3 separate regions of the Sus scrofa genome follow, and all the other regions are linked to region 1. Evidence: chromatin contacts called from public promoter capture Hi-C data. All regions are on one chromosome and are shown on one strand. Each heading gives the region's core, a stretch centred on a gene start, on an enhancer-like site or on the middle of the called end of the contact. The rest is flanking DNA. Distances are from core to core; before and after follow the strand shown. Region 1 holds the start of BLCAP (bladder cancer-associated protein). Region 2 holds the start of KIAA1755. Region 3 holds the start of TGM2 (protein-glutamine gamma-glutamyltransferase 2).

The links. Promoter capture Hi-C pulls out the DNA fragments that hold promoters and counts their contacts.
Region 2: a contact with region 1 is called in a promoter capture Hi-C map of fetal liver, with 4 times the contacts expected there. The contact joins the promoter of KIAA1755 here to the promoter of BLCAP in region 1. A contact is called at or near these places in 1 of 5 promoter capture datasets (fetal liver) and 1 of 2 datasets of contacts at active chromatin or transcription factors (skeletal muscle).
Region 3: a promoter capture Hi-C map of fetal liver shows a contact between it and region 1, with 3 times the contacts expected there. The contact joins the promoter of TGM2 here to the promoter of BLCAP in region 1. A contact is called at or near these places in 2 of 5 promoter capture datasets (fetal liver and liver) and 1 of 2 datasets of contacts at active chromatin or transcription factors (alveolar macrophages).

Annotation. Positions count from the first base shown.
Region 1 is chr17:40,632,131-40,635,011 of Sscrofa11.1, reverse strand. It overlaps BLCAP (bladder cancer-associated protein), which reads left to right and starts at 1,399. Exons shown (of 3, transcript XR_001302112.2): 1 at 1,399-1,512.
Region 2 is chr17:41,319,899-41,322,779 of Sscrofa11.1, reverse strand. KIAA1755 reads left to right here and starts at 1,452. Exons shown (of 14, transcript XM_021077677.1): 1 at 1,452-1,746. The coding sequence starts at 1,744.
Region 3 is chr17:41,220,205-41,223,085 of Sscrofa11.1, reverse strand. It overlaps TGM2 (protein-glutamine gamma-glutamyltransferase 2), which reads left to right and starts at 1,400. Exons shown (of 13, transcript XM_003359989.5): 1 at 1,400-1,530. The coding sequence starts at 1,521.

The DNA.
Region 1 (2,881 bases), core at 150-2,649:
ACTCTCAATCTACCCCCTCAATCTAAACCTTCTTCAGCCTCTTCCCACCTTAGTCAAGGTCTCTTTCATTCCATCATACTCAAGGCAAAGATCTAAGCTGCCAATGCCTCAGCACCCACCTGCCCATCTTACATTCTTTACTTCTCCACCTCCCCAAGCCACCACCCTGCCAGGTGCACCTGGAAACCTGAAACCAGCCTTCTAACTGGTCCCCCTACACCCACTGGAAAGTGCTTTCTAAGTCATGCAGTCAGGGTAGCCTTTCAGAAACCGCAATCTGGTTATCAGCCCTCCGATGAAAATGGCTTCTCATTACCCTCAAGAGAAAATCCAAATTCATTAGGTAGCACAACCTGCCCTACTTGCTCATTTCTCACCCTCACCCACTCCTTTCCACCCCCACATCTAGGACAAGGGGTTCTTTCTGCCTAGAACATTTCCCCTCTCACTCTTGCCCTGTGCAGCTCCTAACTGTCCTTGGTGTCCGCCTAAATACCAGCTTCCCATGGAGAGACCACCCTCACTCTTCACCCCACATTAGTATTCCACTAACTTTTCATAACATTCTTCATTTTCCACCCACAGCACTTCCCATCGTGCATAATTATATGTTGATTTGATTAAAATTATTAACAGAGAGTGCTCTTTCGATGATTGTAGAAGCCCTTCCGTCACTCTCCCCCAGTGGACTGGCAGAGCCTTGAGTTAGAACAGCGCCTGTGTCACTCTCCATTCTATTCTCTTGCCTTTTTAGCACTGCACTTACGCATAGCAAGACCTCGAAGAATGTGCTTCATTAGCTAATAAATGGATACACAGACTCATTTAATCCCTACAACCACCCTGTGAAGCAGGCATTTCATCAGATTTGGGGAAGATGAGTCGCAGTGGGCAAGTGGCTCGCCCGAAGTGGGGAAGAGTCAGATCCTGACCCAAGACAAATCCTAAATTCTGAGCCGGAATAGTTCCGTTCCTGACCTTTTGGCCTTGGTGAAGGGACCGGGGAGGAGGCGGACTTTGAGCCACGAGAAGGTTTTTCCCAGAGTACTCGGGTCATCCACGAGGGTCGCAGTGAACAAACGCTCACCTACGGAGACGAGGGTACGCCCCCTTCTCTCTCAGCGTGTTAAAGATCACAATCTGCTGCATATGCATAAGGGGACCAAAGGAGCCGAGATTCGGGGCTGCCCGGCATACGCCTGATCAAAACTACTTTAGACTTGAAGAGTTCAGAGCCCCTGGAGTTCTGCACACGTTGGTAGGACGTCTTCAAAAGGCTATATGTGGCAAATATTGGGGGGATAGTGGGCGAGAGTGACCCCAATTTAGGTCGTATGATCAGGCGTATGCTGTAGGCAGCTCGGTCCCGGGAGGGGTCCTCGGCCGGCTCGTCTAGAAGACCAAGGGGGCGTCTCCCCGGCTTCTTGCGGCGTCGGTGGCGAGCTGAGGTGGAGGCAGGCTGCGGCGGCGAGGGCGACAGCGGTGGCGGCGGCGCCATGGCAGGGCTTGCAGGTACTGTGGCATTGGCCTCCTGGGGGCGGGATGAGAGGCCCTCAATGCGGCCGCGCCGCCATGTTGTCCCTTCGGGGTCACCTTAGGCGTCGTCCGGTCCCTTTCAGGGGTTTTCCTTCCGTGCACCTTGGGCCGCCCCTGTCCGGTGTCACGTGATTGCCCTGTTTCGTCCCCAGCCTGGGCCTTGGGGGGTCCCTTCCCGGCCCGAGGGCGTGTCACCGGACTCCTAGGTTCAGATTCTGGCCTCCAAGGTCAGCGCTCGCCTGTTTGCTCTCGGGAGGGAGCAGGCAGAGCTAGGGAGCGCGGGGCTAGGGGTGCGGCCACCTTTTCTTAGACCCCGGGGCACATGGCAGGGGGCTCAGCTTCTGAGAGTCCTGTCACTCTGTCCCTGCCACTTTAATTGCATTTTTTTTAATCAGAAGGGACGTGGAGAGGAGAGAAAGGGGTCTCCCGCTCCCACGCCACCGCCTTGGTGCCCGGGGTGATAGCTTGACTCTCAGCTTTGGGTCGCGGGTGCTTCTTACTCCTTCTAATTTTCTATCAGGTCTGCCGACCTGTTCCCTTTCCTCCAGTACGTATGGGGAGTGGCCCTCAAGGGCAGCTGAAGGAATGGAATGCCTGGCACAGTAATGGCCTGAAAAGAAGAATGGGGGATGGGAGACAGTTGATTTTTTTTTTCTTCCCTCTTCCAGACCGCCTTTAATTTCCTTCCAGGCCTCCGTGTCCCTTTTCAACATTAAATGTTGGGTCAGACTGAGGTCTGTCCTAGGAAAGAAATGGTCTTTCTGTTTATAGGTTTGGTTCGTGTTTTACCCCTTTCAGGGAACTGGTGTGTTGGGGACAGCTTCTGTTTGCCCTGCCTGACATGGTACAACCATCCCCTCAGCCTTCTGGACGGCAACACCAAAGCCAGGACCAAAAAAAAAAAAAAAAAAGAAAAAGTTCCAGCTTAAGTGCTAAGGCCAAATGTTAGATCTTGTTTATTTATTTGTTTGTTTTAAATCAAAGACTAATTAATATCAAGCAAATCTGTTGAAAGATTGTGGTGCCCTGGGCGGTTTCCAGTGACCAGGTCAATTCCATATCTGACTTTGGTCTTGTTAGAATTGCTGCCAAAACCAGTTTAACTTTTTATCTATAATATGTTGTTTCAAAGAGGAATCTGGAAGTCTGGGTTTGGCTGTCTTTTGTTGTTGTTGTTCTCTTATCTTTGAAGCATATGCATTCCATTTCGAGCCTGTCACTGTGTGATATACGAAGGACCATGTGTTGCCTGGCTCTCTGACTTCCTGTTCTGGGAATGCTCAGGAATCTGGGTCCTGCTGGGGAATGGGCCCTGTGGGAGGGAGAGAGGGCAGCAGGGGTGGGG
Region 2 (2,881 bases), core at 203-2,702, 690 kb before region 1:
AAAAAAAAAAAAAAAAAAAAAAAAAAAAAAAAAAAAAAAATTAGGAAGAAGTCTGTTCTCTCCCAAACTTGGGTCTGGGTGGTGGTACCAAAACCATCCAGACTGGCTCCTGCAGGTGGAGGGAGGTTTATTTGATTGCTGAATACGTATCATCGAGCGATCCTCTGGCTGGAAGGCATGGTGGAGCTATTGGGGATTATTAGTCTGGAATTAACATAACCAAACAGAGGTCCGGGATGTGTAGGGACTTGTTCAATGCTGCACAGCAATGTGGGATGGCTTCTAGCTCAAGTTCTTTCTGCTAAAAGGCTGCTTAACCTCTGTGGCCTTAAACCCTTACTACTATACTCGTCCATTTTCAGGTCTTTGCTTGCTCCCGATCTCCTTAAACTTAATACTACCTCAGGGCCTTTGTACATGCTGTTTCTTGTGCCTGGAACTCTGTTTCTCTCGACTCTCTCATTCTCCACTCTTCACCTAATTCCTTCCGCTCTTTCAGATCTAGGCTTCTTTCTCCCTCCCTAGACCACCGGCTCTAAGTGGATCCCCCTACTGGGCCAGCGTTAACATTTGTCTGTTTCCTTCTTAGCAGTTCCCACACTCACATATTCTGTTTTGCTTCTTGTCTGTCTTCCCCATTAGACTGCACATGACCTGAGGGTAGGGGCTCTGTCTTGTTCTGGCTCAGGGCTTGGCGCCATGTTTGATAAAGGAATGGATGACCCAGAGTTCTCCACCTAGAAATAACTTCAGTTACCATCTAGATTCCCAGTCTCCCTCCAAAGCTGAGGCCCAGCAGGGAACAGTGGCTTGGCCACCTTCACGCAGCCAGTCACTGCTTGAGCGAACCAAGATAAGAACTCACAAACAGCCACCATCATCTCTGCGCCTTGCATTAGATGCTGGGGCGTGTGGTGGGCTTCACAAGGGAAGGGCATTGGGGCATGTTTACTCCTCGCCATCACATCTAAGGGACAGGTACTATCATCATCGTATCATCATCCCCAGCTTACACACAAGGAAACAGGCTTAGGAGAGGCCATGATTTGCCAGAATCCCCCGACTGGCACGTGGACAAGGAAGAGACTCAAGACACTGGACCCAAGCTCGGACTCCGATCTCAGTCTGGGCTTCATTCAGCGCCTGGGCCACGCCGCCGGGAGCCTCACTCTGCCAGTCTGTATAATGGGCGAGGCGCGGGGCGACGGCTTCCAGATGAGACGGCCGGAGGCCGGAGCGCGGGGGAGGAGGGAGGAGCGAGGAGCGGGCCGGCTCGAGTTCCCCTTGGCAGCCGGCGCGGCCCAGGGTCGGGAGGGGGGCGCCTGGTTCTCATCACGCGCCGCGGGGCGGGCGGGGCGGGGGCGAGGCGCCGGCTCCGAGGGGCCGCCGTCGGCCGCCAGGTCCCACGCGGGGAGCAGCTCCGCCCCGCCCGCCCCGCCCCTGAGGCCGCGCTCGGCGGTGGCCTGGCTTGCGCCGCCCGCGGCTCTCCCCGGCTCTCCTCGTTCCCAGTCTCCGCTCCTCTCTTCTCTGTCTCCCTCCGCCCGCCCCCCTCGCCACCCCCCCAACCCCCGTTTCCCTGGCTCCCCTTGGAGATGAGGCCAGAGTTGGCGCCCTGAGCCAGCCCGCTCCGTCGGCTCCAGGGCTAGGCCGGGGCCAGGGGCGGCGCAGGACAGAGCGACGCCGGGCGGGACCCACGGAGCCGGTGCCCAGGAGAGAAGCAGCCGCCGCTTGCACCCTGTCACCATGGTAACGCCTGCCAAGGCCTGGACCACCTTGCTCGGACCCCTTTTGATGAAGCACAGCCCTTGGGGGGGGTGTCGGGGGTGGGGGGCGGACAGATTCCTACCTTTTCGGCTGAGGCAACTCTCGGTTCCTGGCCAGGGGTCTGTGCTTCAGGGTCCCCACTAGGAGGGGTGGGCTGGAGAGTGCAAGACTCCAGCTCTGGTGCAGTTTTCTCTCCCGGCTCCATCCGTCCATGTGTGAGGTGGATGGAGTCAGGCTGGATGGCTGGTAAACTTGAACACTGCCCGTCCCACAGCACAGATCAGAGCTGGAATCCTAGCTCTGGAGCTTGGACGGACTTGGGGGTGGTGTGGCATTTGAGACTTGGGCTGAGGGGGAGGTATGCCTACTGTACCCATAGGGGTTTGGATGGGGAGGGGAGTTAAAGTCCCCTCTCAGCCCAGTCGGCCAGCACAGAGCAAGCAGGGTCGAGGGTGCTGAGTGGAGAAGAGGGAGTCGTTTGGCAAAACTTGGGGTGATGTTGCCACTTTAGACTCAGGGCAGCAAAGTCAGATCTGCACATTGTCCTGACGCCATGGGTAATGGGTGGGGATGTCTGCCTGGGGCGGGGGAGGGGGGGGGAGGGCAAGTACTACCCCCCCCCCACCATGGCTCCCTGGCCTTGCACCCCAAGAAGACTGGGGTGCTACGTGTATGTGTTTGCGCCAATATCTGGAAACAGAGAATGAAAGAAAAGTCTGCTTTCAGGGAATCCCAGCCCAGCTCCAGATAGGCCCAGGAGCCCCTGGGGGGTGTCACAGGAGTGGTGGGGATTTGGGAAAGGGCTGTGAGGCCTGGCTATGGTTTTACCCCTTTGACTGTGATCCACAGGTTGAATCTGTGTGGGTTTTCACAATGGGCACACACAGAATTCTATAGACATGTTCACAGACACACACGCAGAGCCTCAAAACAGGCTCCCAGTGACACACACAGCTAAACACATGTGCCCTCACTCACACGAGCCTTATCCACCTGTTCTCCCAGGTTATTATTATTTTTGGGGGGAGGGTATAATACTTTTTTTTTCTTTTTTTTTTTTTTTTTTGTCTTTTTGCCTTTTCTAGGGCCACTTCCTGCGGCGTATGGAGGTTCCCAG
Region 3 (2,881 bases), core at 151-2,650, 590 kb before region 1:
TCCTTCCTCGGAGCCCTTGCCAGCTGCAGGGAACATTTTCTGCAACAACATCCCCTGTAAAATGGGGCGCTAATCATCCTGGAGCTATTTTAGGGGTCAGCGGGGCCCTGAGTTTGTTCACTAAGACCCCAGACAGGGCCCATTTGACTCAGGGACAAACATCCACTAAAAACGACACAGGTTTATTCCCTGTGCTGTGTCATAGGAACAGAAACTGGGGCTGATTTTGTAACCCAAAGCTATCAATAGATATGGAATTTATTCTGGAAAAAGGGTTGGGGGGGTAGGGGCACCTCACAGGCCCCTGCCTCTCCAAGGACCTTCCCTGCCCAGAACTCATGGTGGGTAAGAAGCATAAGATGCCAGGGGATGAGAGGGAGAAGACTGGGCAATGGACCCCCACCCCCCCAGGGTGCTAGGAGCGAGAGGTCAGAGGTCAAGTCCCTGAGACGGTGGCTTTCTTCCCTTCTGGAATGGGCTGGGCCTGTGAAGGACACCATCAGTGAAGGGCGGGAGGGGTAAGTGGGTGGATGGATGGGGGGTGAGTGGATGGACGAATGAATGATTAGATGGCTAGAGGGATGGGTGAGATAGGGAAATTGTCGGGGCTGTGCCACAGGCACGGGTGTGGTGTGTCTGTCTTTGCCGGTGTGTCTGCATGTCTGTACATGAATCCATGTCTGCGTGTGTGTCCATCTCCCAGTATGTGAACCTTTGGGTGTCTGTAGGTGCCCCACTCTGCTTTTGTGTCTGCCTCTGATGGCGTGCCGTCGTGTGTGACGGTGAGTTGGGTGCATCTGGACCTCTGCTTATTTGTGTGTGGTTCTTGGTGGGTGGATACCCGTCCTCCTGTGTGTCTGGCTGGCTGTCTCTGATTTTAATCTGATTTTCTGTCCATGTCATTGTGTTTGTGTGTCCAGGTTTATGTGCTGTATCTGTTGGAGGGTATCTGTGTCTCTACGTGTCCAACCCCTCTGTCTCTGACTGTGTGTCTGTGCCTGCTCCATATGTCTCTGTATCTGATTGTGTGTGTGTGTGTCTTCTGGATCCCGGTCAGCCCTGACTACGGGTCTATGTCTTTGTATCCAAGTATATCTGTACCTCCTGGTACAATCGCGAGTCTCTTTCTGCTCATGTGTTTCTGTGTCCAGGTGTCTCTGTTACCCAAGGTCTGAGTCTGTGTATCCAGGTGTGTCCGGTGTTCTGGCCTCTGTGTCCCTGTGGCTGCCATTCCGCTCCGTGCTCTGCCTGCTTCCGCAGGGGGCGCCCTTGCCCAACCCTCCCTAAATCCCTGGGCTCCTGCCCCCGGTGCGCCCCCGCCGGCTGGTGGAGAGTCAGCCGGAGCCCAGCCGGGGCCCGCCGCCTCCCCAGGTCCCGCCTTCCCGCGCGGCCCCGCCCCTGGCCCGCCCCTAAGCGGGCTATAAGTTCCCCGCGCTCCTGGCCTCTGCATTGCCAGCCGCCAGTGGTCTGCACTTGGAGGGTCCTGCCACCAGTTCGAGGAGCACGTCCACCACCTGACCATGGCCGAGGGTGAGTATCAGGGCCAGCGCCGCCGCCTCTGCTCAGGGGCCCCAGGTCTGACCATCCCTCCTCCGATGGTCCCACCGGGGCAGGCTGGGCTCAGTCCCCAAGTCCTGGATTTGGAGCATAGCAGGAGGGCTGGGCTGGGTGAGAGGTGCCTGGCTCCCAGGTCTGCTGGGGCCTTAGTTTCCCCATCCCCAGGGCACAGGCATTAACCCCTGCTTCCTTGGATCAGCTGAGACAATGCAACACGAAGGCGTGTTGAAAACCCCAAGGTACTCTGATAGGGACTGTTGTCACTCATCCTTAGTCAGTGAGTGGGGGCTGGCTCCCTGCTGTGTGCCAGGCATGAAGCTGTGCAGAGGGTGCTGGCCTGGCCTCAGATACTTACCCCTGGAGATGTACCCGCCAAGCCTGGGGGGCTGGAGAGGAGCTTTCAGCATCCTTTGAGGTAAGAGACTGAGTGCAGACTTGTTCTCCCAGGTCCCTCCTTGCCCTCAAGTTCTGCAACCCTTGTCCTTCCTTGGTCACTTGTTGAGTCTCAGTTTCCCCTCTTGTAAAACAGGGACAGTAATGCCCGCCCTTGGTGTGTCTGTGAGGCCTGAGAAGAATGAGGAAGGGGCTCAATTCATTTCCTACCTGTCCCCATGTGGGGCACACACACACACACACACACACACACACACACACACACACGGATAGGGCTACCATCCTGGAGGAGGGATTTCAATGATGGGAGATGCACCTGCACTAATGCTGCTGGACTGACTCATCCTGGCTGACTCTTGGGTCAAGTGCATTTGGAGATGACCTCTGTACCACCGCAGCCCCAGGAAGGAGGGTGGGCAGAGCGAATGTGGATGGGCACACGGGGCAGATGATGGAGCAGGAAAGAGCAGGAGGAACATAGGCCTGCCTCCCTGCCTGCTGTGTGATCTCGGACCCATTCTGCCCCTCCCTGGGACCCAGGTCCCCAACCCATGTGATCGAAAGCCAGCTCACGGCCGACTGTGATGTGTCACCTAGGTGACCACTTGTGCCCCATGCCGTTTCCCATCCCCTCCCCAAAGGTTGGGCCTCGGTAGGGCTGGGGGACCCTAGAGATGCCCTTTATGATGAGCCCTCTACCTCGTTACCAGAGTGGCCACTTCCTACACGGGTCCCAGTGGCCTGGAAGACCTCGGGGCTTTTCTCAGTGCGGAACTCCTGGGATCCTAGACCCCAGTTTTTTCTGCACCTCTGGGACTGGGCACAATTTCTGGAACTCCTTCAGACAGTGAAAGAAAAGCGCCCCATCTACCCCAGACCTCGGTCTGACCATCTCTCTGCGGTCTCCCCGGGGAGATGACAATGGCCTCTT